2 separate regions of the Columba livia genome follow, and region 2 is linked to region 1. A link is a contact called in public Hi-C data. All regions are on one chromosome and are shown on one strand. The core of a region is the stretch at or near the end of the contact, and the rest is flanking DNA. Distances in the headings are between cores, read along the strand shown. Region 1 has its middle 31 kb from the start of RAB3GAP2. Region 2 holds the start of C3H1orf115 (chromosome 3 C1orf115 homolog).

Region 1 (5,151 bases), core at 1,351-3,850:
GAAAAATCTATGTTGTATGCAATGTTCAATACCATTTTTAAAATGTGGGATTTGAGCCTAAGGAAGCAAGCCACATCTTCTGCTCCTCCTACATTTTTGCAAGATCTGCATGATTCAAGTTCGAGTGTATGGCCAAAAAATAATGCAGATTTGTGAGCCAAATGTAATATCCCCAACTTGCTGGCACAAAGCACCTTTTCCCTGCAGATACTCTACACTGCTTCATCATTTGGCTCTTTATTTTTAGCAGCTTCCAAAACTGATAAAATATCTATTGTTACAAACATTTTTGGATGTACATCTTCAAGGCCTTATGACCATGAAGTCATGCTTGTGTATGTCATTCTTTCCATTAGTGATGAGCTCAAGGTGCTGAGTTTATTTCTGAATCCAGATGGGTATTTGGAGCCTGATTTTTCATCTGGGCACATGATCAGATATATTTCCTGGCTAAACATATATCAATATCTGTATTTTTTGAGTATTCCGAGAAAACTATGGTCAGCTTTATGTTACTACTGAATGGGACGATCAGTATTTCTTTCCATGCAGAGGACAAAATAATGTGTAACTGTAATAAATGAACATAAAAAGCGGAATCCCCATGACCTTTTGAAAGTTTTTGTCTGTTATACATCTGTCTGGGTTTAGCATCTTTTCACACTTCCTTATTTTTAGCTTGAGAAAGACAGAGAAAGTGTTGTCTAGACTGCATCCTTAGAGCTGATTAACTGTTCAGGGGCAAATACACAGCAGGCTGTGGGATGGGAACCTTGTTATGGATTTGCACACTGTCTCCTGCAAAATACTTCATTCCTTTGGGAATCCACAGAGTGCAGACCACTATATTGTGCTACGAAGTTATACTGAAGTTGGTATTCAGGTCTGTTGAGACTGCTCTGGCTCTGCAGCAAGAGCCTGGGCAGTCTCTTGGTTCTTGTCCTTGAATCAAAAGTTGCAGTTCCTAAAATCAGGAAAATGAATGTGTGTGATATTTTCTGCTGTATATATGCCAGGCAAGCTCCCTTTGCCCTCAGCTTCAAAATTTATGACTTGCTGCAGAGTCCTGGTTTCAGCTGCTACCCAGATCAGTGTTTTATCTGGGTAAGAGCTAGCTAGGGACCCAGAACCCTGGGTACAGGGTTTTTTACTTACACCACCAGCAGGGAGCACACCAGCCTTCTGGAGAAAACAGCAGCACACATCTGTAAAATGGTCATAATAATCCTTACTTGTCTCTGGTGTAGGAAGCTTAATCAGCAATTTCAAATCATCTTGAGATCCTCAGAGGGATGGCACATACGCTAGTAGAGTGAGTAATTTGGCGCAAATGTGTTATCACACCTACAACATTATTACCATGCAGATACGCTAGGGCAAATGGAGCAGCGTGTGCCCCAAATGCCGTGGAGACAAATAGCTCTGGAACTGCCCAAATGCCTCTAGCAGAAGAGAGCACACAGCACACAGGCTTTATCATAGCACATACCGATCTATCAGTAGCCCACAACTTTTCGGTCATATAGACAAAAACATCCACAACCACAGGCTTTCTGGCAGCACAGGGATACACCTACAGTACAAAACCTTTCGGGAACCCTTAGGGATACAGCCACAGCCACAACTTACTGGCAACGCACAAAAGATATTTCTATGGTGTGCAGACTTTCTGGCAACACAGCTGCATCCCCAGAGCCTGGTTTCCTGCGAGCAGTGATACACCAATCATACCACATCCCTTAAGGCAGAGAGATGATACAGATGCCTTTGAAAAAGAAAAAGACTTTAAAAAAAGTACACTGGATAACAGGGGCTCTTATTGTTACTTAAGTGCCAACAATGTCAAAAGCTATCTGAGCGTGAGGTGAATGCTCAATGTTAATAAAATACATCCAAACTGAATAGTCTGTACATTCTGCTGAACTGTACAAACCATGAGAACTCTCTGCTCCCGTGGTTTATGTTTCCATCAAGAACCCATAATAATGAAAGCACTAACCTAGCAATCAGCCTTTGGAGTGCAGGCCCTGAGATTGCTCAGCTGGGTGTAGTTTCTTTCTCTAGAAGAGAGCATGTAATGCATTAATCCAGCCAGTGGTACATGGCATGTTAGGGGATGGCCACTCCTCTGTGTGAAATAAACAGCTGGCGTTTGAGTATTTCCTTATTTCTGAGTACTTGACTGTCAAAGCTTATGATGTTTTTTGACATAGGGGAGACAAAAAGTAAGGGATGACTTATTTAATATTATACAACAGATCCAGATTTGTTGTTATTTAGGATTATAGACAGAATAAAATACTCTGGGATTCACTTTAATCTCCACAAGTGAGTAGGACTGTTTGGAAATGTCAATGTTTGTGCTATAGCTGATCCACTGAGGATCACCTAGATCCAGAGCTTTTCTCATGGTGATTGTCATCATGTTACACCCAAGAACTATGCAAAATGGGGTCTGATTTCCAGGTATTTTGCAGGCTGCAGCTAATCTACGTAGAGGAAATGTAAAGGAGTTTTCTGCTACTTTGTGGCTTCTGCTCTCAGCTGGGAGGACAGCCAGGAGGGCTGGAGGCAAGCAGCTGCCAGATTGCTGTTTGTCATCTTGCTCAGTGCAGAGCAGCCATGCGTCTCCTCCAGCACCATGTCCTTCAAGGACTCCAGGAGCGGACAGAGCAGGATATCTCTGCTACGTTCACACCACCAAAGCAGGAGGAGAGTGGAGCTAGCACTCTCTGTGCAGAGGAGAAAATTATCAGAAGTCATTATTAATGGCTTGCCAAGTAGTAAATAAAAATCACTTGAATTTTGTCTATCACGCTGCAATAAAAGACGCCCATTACCCTGCAGGACGTGACTACACAAGGCTTCTGGAGAAATCCAGGTTAGGATGGGGAGTTTCTTGCTCAGGCTTGTCTCCAGCAGCCGTAACTCACCAAGAGTGACTCTGCCTTCTCTCTGGCTCATTGCTATAGCCCAGTGGTCGATTAGCTGCATTGCACACGTTAGTGAGAAGACACTTTTCCTGGAGTATGCCTTCAGGTGTGTGACTGTGTGTCAGGGGTGGCATGTTCTTACGGTTGGTGCAGATTTTTCTGTAGCCGATGCTTATTCACCTTCTGTGGAATGAAAGGCAGGAAAAGGCTCCGTCTGTAGGCACTGAGGAGTCATAGTGCAGAAGAAATGTCCCATGGAGGCTCAAGCATTGCAGATAGAGGACTGTGAAGACCTATATGGTTACAACTGAAGAGTATGTTGCTTCTCTCAAGAGCCTGCATAGACATATATGCCTTGAACCATGAAATAAACCTTTTCAAGTATATTTGACAGGTCTGGAAAATGCCACTTGGCATGACTGCTTGCAGCGCTGTCACTTGTATGAGAAGTTCTACGTGAAGATGAAAATGGAGGTGGATGAAAGGAGACTGCTAAGTGCACTGAGGCACTTACGTCCTGACACCTTCTCTTGGCCTTTATTGATCTTTCTGCTGCACGGTGGCTTTGTGGGGGCACTGACAGCATTCGTTGTGTGCTAGTGGAGCTGGGGAACTGTATTGGTCTTCTCTATGGTAAAACGCTATCAACAGTGTTTACAAAAAAGAAAATAGAGTTCATATATTTCTGGAAAGCTTGTAAAATAAGTTACTAGCACAGCTTGTACTTAATGGCACTGAGAAACAAAAGATGCAATAATAATAATAACAATAATAATAATAAAGTAAGTCTTAAGGCTGGTATCTTGGACAGGAAATTGAAAATGAAATATTTCCAGTTTGTTGGGTTATGCCTAAGTACAGTATGTCTTGCTAGTCTATGTCAGGCTCTATTCCTACTTCAAAGTTTACTTTGATCTTCCTTTATTTACATTAGCCTTTGCCACAGTACTCACAAAGAGTTTTCAATGACTGCTCCGAGTCATGTATTAAACTCTGCTAAGCCAAATTTTAAGTCAGTATTGTGGTGGTGCACATTATCTGGAATAATGATAATACCCTCAGCATTATGAAGTATTATTCTTATTCTTCTATTGCACTCAGATCAGAAATTATACTCGATGGTTGTTCCAGATAATCAGTAACAGTTTCTATCCAAAACTCCCCAAAATTCTGTGAAGGTTGCCTTATTGATCCAAATCTTGTACTCAGTATGGTTTTCACAGAGTATGTTCCCTCAGAATGATACATAATGGTACATAATGAGCAAACTCATAGATTTCTTTGCCCAAGAGAGGTACATAACCGATCGCACTGGGATAACCAGCCAAGTAAGGATCAAGCTAGGCACCAAGCACGGTGTCAGAAAGTGACTCTATCCCGGCAATAGGCATCAGCAAGGCAGAAAATGGGCAGTCTTTGCACCTTTTTCACTTAGGTGTAAGCAACCCATATGTTTGAGGGAAACAGAATATCAAGTTCTAAATGCAGAATCTCTTTTGAATCTCTTAGCCCTCCCTTGCCTGACACCATGGGCCAAGGGCAGAGAGAATGGTGGCTCGCCGGATTGTTCCTGTGGAAATCACAAGAAAATATGGCTTCTCCATATTTCTAAATGTCCTGAGGACAAGGCAGGAAGTTTCAAAGTGTTAGATCTTCATTATTTCATTACTTATAGCCAGGTCTATTTAGGAAGTATCGTAATAATAGCATTGTAACAAGTGTCATGATAAATTAGGTAGCATTTTGCAATGCAAAATTTTTTCCCTGCCTTTGACTTTGGCTGGGTAGTTGAAAGGGTTACATAATGGAGAAGCTAATGAGATGATCAAAGCATTACACCATGAGCTTCATTTTCATTAAAGCCTTCTTAGGCTCCTGTAGAGCAAGGGAATCCTAAATCAAGCAGGTATACCGGCAGAGACAGACAGTGTGAGAGGGCTACGGGTGACTTCAAATGCAGATTTTATTCTGTAATTTACACTAGTCAGAATGCTACAGTAACTATATCGGTCATGTAGGGTGTGGAGCATGAATATTCAACCACATTTTCCAGAAACCAGACAGCTGCTACAGAAGACATTCTGTAAACATGGAGCTTCTCACTCCCATTAAGAATCTGTTGCAATCCAAGTAATGTTCCTAAATTCAATATGCTTAGGAAAACACAGAATTCTTTAGATTAAAAATCTTAGTTTTACTTATGTAGCAATCTACCATG
Region 2 (5,151 bases), core at 1,411-3,910, 93 kb before region 1:
TTTTTTAAACAAAAAACCTTAACCTAATTTTAATTTCACTCTTGATGGTTTTTGCTCATATGGTTGGTCATGACTGGAGAATTAATACAATGTGGTCAGTTTGGGACGAACACCAGAATTAGTTGTTAGCAACACACTGTGGTTGTGTGGGACTAGATCAAAACCATCTTTTGTACTATGAAAAACACTGAAACAGAGGACACACTTTTAAATTGGTGAAATCCAGTCAATATCTATTATATTCCTAGGATCTCTTAAACTTGGCTTACAGTGGTGCTGGCGCATGAAAATGTTCAGCTGTCACGATGCCACTACATAGCTGAATTTTGCTGCATTTACTCCTATGGAAACTTACTTGCAAGGAGTTTGGATGGCAAAATAAAAAGGCAGCTTGAATCCAGCGTTTAGAGCCTGAGGACAAAGCAGGAGATCCGGGGCCGTCCCTTTCTTCTCCTTCCCTTCCCACATCTGCACCCTACACAACTTACCTACCCTGACCTCACCAATGCTGCCACGAGTTGGTGTTTACTGCCAAAGCCAAACTGGCAAACCTTCCCCACGGGGATGTTGTCTGACCGGTACAAAAGGGAATATCCCCGTGCTCTAAATGCCATCACAAGTGCCCTTATACCACCAGCACGTATAGCGATAGCACAACAGCAAATCTGTGAACTTCTGCGACACAACGGCACTCACCAACCTGCTCTGTATGAATCACGCCTACGCTGGAAGCAATTTGGACTCGAGACTGCTTCATACTACGTGTTTTTTGTGACTTGGAAATCACAGTGTTGGAAACTCCAAGTATCAAATCCATCACGAAATAATGAAATATTCTGTTAATCCCTTTATAAAACAGTAGCAGTGGTGCGGCAGCTCATGACTGTGCTGTCATCTGTAAACTCTTGTGAATTTCAAAAGTAACTTTGCCAACATAACTGGCATTTTTTGCATGTCAGACATAGCAAGCATATCCGTAGCAAAATCATCATTTTTTAAAAGAATGCAGTAGAAAGCCAGGTATTGTACTGATATCTGTAATCTCCCTGGCAGGAAAAGATTCCAGGCACCAAACAGGTTTTTCCTGCTAACACAGAAACTATTCTCTGCTACAAGACATACCTGAACTGTGTTTAAGTGACATGAACAAGAGAAAAATAACCAAATTATTCCAGATATCACTTTTGTAATCAACAGCACCCACCCTTGAGGGAGAAAAAAAATAAACCACCAGACTGCAGGACTCGTGACTTTCCACACAGGAAAGGAAAAGGAACGATTTTGATCCAAAATGGTAGTTACACAATAAAGAACGTGTTGCGTTTTTTTTTCTTTAACTCACAGCACTGATTTTTCAGGGAACACCTAGAAGGCAAAGTGGCAAATTGCTGCACTGGAGGGATGGTATTAGCCTTTCTTTCGGTCACTAAAAAAAAAAAAAAAAGGCAGGCCAATTAACTAGAAGTTTTAAGAAATGGTGTCAAAACAATGACGCCGAGGGACATGCAGAACAAAGACAGGCAAACCCCCGTCACATGGATCAGCTTAGTGTCATTTTCACTCCGCAACGGTAGATTTTCGACCCTCTGATCTAGGTGAGGGTCGGTGACGATCGTGCCTTCCCCAGCGGGACCCGCTGCTCCCCAGCAAGGGCAGGAGCGGGCGGGCGGGCTGAGCGCTGCCGCCTAAAGCGCCCGAAGGACACGGGGGGCTCCCGAGAGCTCCTCGGGGAAGCCGGTACCGAGACCCCGCCGCCCGCCCGGTCCGGGAGCGCCCTGCCCTCACCTTGCCGTACTTCTTCAGCCGCTTCCCGTAGGGCCGCTTGCTGGGGGCCCGCGGCGGGCGCAGGGGCTCGTAGGAGCCGGGCAGGAGGGCGAAGCGAACCTTCCTGGAGGCAGCGCCTTCCTCCTCCGGCGCCGCCGGCTGCGGGGCCCCCGCGCTGCCCCCCGCTGCTGCTGCCGCTGCTGCTGCCGCCTCCTCCTCCTCCTCGCCGGGCAGGATGGAGACCTGGTCGTCGCCGGGCCCGCGGCGGGAGTACCTGCCCCTCACCTTGGCTCCCAGCCGCGCACCCACCGTCATGATGCCGCCGGGCGCCGGCCGGTCTGCGCGGACCTCCGGCCGCCTCCGCCGAGCCACAGGTGTGGCCGGAGGCGGCCACTGCCCCCTCCTCGGGGCGGGACGGCGGCGGGAAGAGGCGCCCCGGTCCCCGCTGTCCTGCGGGTTGTGTCCGCGGAAACCGGCCCGAGGCAGCCGGGCGAGGGCTGGCGGGACCGCGGCGCTGGGCACCGGCACCCCCGGCCCCGCCGCGGCTCTGGGGCGGAAAACCGTGTCCCGCTTTGCTGCGGAGTTGCACGGGGAGCCCGGGACGTGCTTCGCCTTAGCTCGGGAGTGGGGAAACTCGCGCTGTCGCCGGCGGTGGGACAGGGGGACGCAGCCCCCGCACTGTGCCCCGGCCGCTTCGGCCTCCGCGCCGTGACCCCAGCGAAACACTGCAATGGCTCCGTCCCCGGCATCCCACGCAGCGCTCCGTGCCAGCAGCGCGTTTGGGAGATCACGCTGTTTTCCCGTCCAGAAAAAAGGCCAAACGCCCTGGTGATCTCTGTATGAAAGGTGTTCCTGCCTACAGCCTCGGGTGAACAGCATCTCCGATGGTCGGGGGGGCTCCGTTTTGCTACCCGGGCCAAGGGGAAAGTAGCGGAGCCCTCATTTAAAGGAGAAGTTTTTGCCTAAAGGCGGGGGAAGCTGACAGCTCGGTGCCTCTGCAGCTGCCCGGGCTGCAGTTCAACAGCTGCACGTCCTAAGCGGTGTTCATGTAGCTGCGGTAAATCACGAAACGCACAATTCTACAGGGAGGATTGATATAGTTTATTAATCCAGTTGGTGTATATATCAGCATTTGATGCATGTAAAAATATTTCACATGAGCAGATGCAATAAAGGGACAGATCGATCCCTTACTGTGGAATTTTCTTACCAGGGAACAAAGCCTTGAACCTGAGTCTCCCTGAGATGTGCCCATAACATTTAGCAAGTAAATCCTGCACCCAGTGTAGTTCTGTGCCACGGGGATGTTGTTTCACCATTGTCACAGCTCCAGCTGGAAAGCTATGTAATAGAGAGCTTGGCCAGTCCTCTGAAGGGTGGAAAGCGTGAGCCAAGTCTCAGGTGTCTCTTCCCCTATTTTATACTAAAGGCATCACCACTCCTGCTGGCATCATCAGGGTTTTAATTTAAATCTCCAGAAGGCTGAGGTGAAGACCTGACACCAGGACAGGGTTTCATACTCCATGTCCTGGAGGTGCAGCTATGTCCTAAGCACTGCAGAGCTGGTGGAACAGAGTAGCACCATAGGTCCCCTCCTAAATACCTATTTTTATGACAATCACAAGGTAGGATGCCAGAAAGAGCAAGGTGGGGTAGTTGAATTTTGCATGCTCTTGTGTATTGCTGTAGATTTTCATGTGCTACTTCCTTCGATAGTTTGACAGATGAAGTAATCACCTGATGCTGACTAAGGAGCAGCATCGAAAAATAAAATACCAATAATGTGTTAGTAGCTGTTGAATGGTATATTTCATCTTGTTAACCTCAAGCCACCTTGAAGAAAAAAAAATGGCATTAAATATTTTTCTTGGGTTTTGAAAAGTGTTTGCGTCTAGGTTTTCTATTTATAGATCCATTACTAAAGGTATACTTTGCCCCTAAATGAGAAGTGCAAGGAGAGTGAAAGATAATCCTTCTTAAGAAGGGCAGGCCTTTCCCCACACACGGGGTTTGTACCCGAGTTTGTTTTATTTTCCAGAGTTCAGCTATCAAAACCCCAGAGAATACATCTCTTGATGGAGATTTACATGTTTGAGTGGCCAGCAGGTGAGCCATCGGGATCGAGGGGCCTGAGGTACCTCTTAGGTGTATGACCCTGGGTATCAAAAGTCTCATATCTAACAGCCCGTGGAATTTCAGCATTATCATAACTACATGGCATTAACAATGCCACTTGCTTATCAAGCATCATTTTTCATCCACAGAAGCAAGAGTGCACGTTTGTAGCCCTTTCATTGACCTACATATGTCATAACGTTTTAAACTGGCATGCATGCAAAGGGATCTACTCAGTTTGGAAGTGTCTGTATACCTAAAATAAATAAATAAAATGACACCACGACCCCAACCCAAGACGGCAGAACTGTTTACCCCCTCACCACCACCCCAACCACCCCCTAGGAATGCTGCCAAGGAATTCCAATGGAATGTGTAAGCTCCCTGAAGATCCAAGACATCCCCATCCCTTCCTGGAGCTGTGGAATGTGATGTGGCATTTAATAGTCTCTTGGATTTCCCAAGTTAAAACCGTGCTGGTAAAACGCCATGCTGGTCCCCTTCCATATTGAAGTCAAGCTGCACTTCAGATCCAAACATTATCTCACTTTTACCCAAGCTTACACATAAAGGCTGCGTAACGAGGCAGCTGTTGAGGGACCCAAAAAACAGGCACTGGGGATTCAGTGTGTGACATCTCACTGATTTCCATGCCAAGTACCCTCTTCTTGCCAATAAAACCAGCAGTTCTGAAAAAAGCCTCTTTCTTGGATCTTCCCATCTTATTCCTGCCAGGAACAGGAGATGTAGGGAGCCAAAGGAGGCGTTTGGGTGCAGCTACACCTTTCGCACTCGGATCGCACCCTTGCTGAAGCTCTTGGTGTATCTGTTACGGGAAGCAGAACATGGTTCACAGCTCATCTTCCAACAGGCCAAAGGAGGGAGGTGAGCAGGGGCTGGGAATCAGGGCAATTCCACACTGCTGGCAGTTACTGGAAATAATACCATTTGTAAACCATCCATATACAGAAACATTAAATGGGCACGTTGGGGGGCTATGTTTCATGGGAGAGCGGAACTAAAATCCTCTAAACCTCTGTCGCCCTGCAAGGTTGTGTTTTGTGTAACGTTCATGCATCTCTGGTTACACGAAGCGCTGAAAAACAGCGACAATCTAGGACAAAGTCAGCCGTGTAAACACAGGGCCTGTACAGCGGGAAGCTTTCCTAAGCGCTTAATCTACCGTCTCACAGCATGACCTATATTTTTTTCCACTGAACCTCCTGAAAAGGCAAAGGGTTTTGTTTCATGACTAAGTTCACACATGATCTT

Evidence for each region. Hi-C and Micro-C count contacts between places; a contact is called where the count stands out from the background.
Region 2: a contact with region 1 is called in a Hi-C map of liver, with 2.1 times the contacts expected there. The contact joins the promoter of C3H1orf115 here to the enhancer-like site in region 1. A contact is called at or near these places in 2 of 2 Hi-C or Micro-C datasets (crop and liver).

What each region holds. Positions count from the first base shown.
Region 1 is chr3:100,643,215-100,648,365 of bColLiv1.pat.W.v2, reverse strand. No RefSeq gene overlaps it. Among named protein-coding and RNA genes, the nearest start is that of RAB3GAP2, 31 kb to the right of the region's middle. Within about 2 kb of position 2,600, at least 1 of the 3 cell types and tissues checked has an H3K27ac peak away from gene starts, as active enhancers do.
Region 2 is chr3:100,736,417-100,741,567 of bColLiv1.pat.W.v2, reverse strand. It overlaps C3H1orf115 (chromosome 3 C1orf115 homolog), which reads right to left and starts at 2,660. Exons shown (of 2, transcript XM_065058535.1): 1 at 1,786-2,660. The coding sequence starts at 2,643.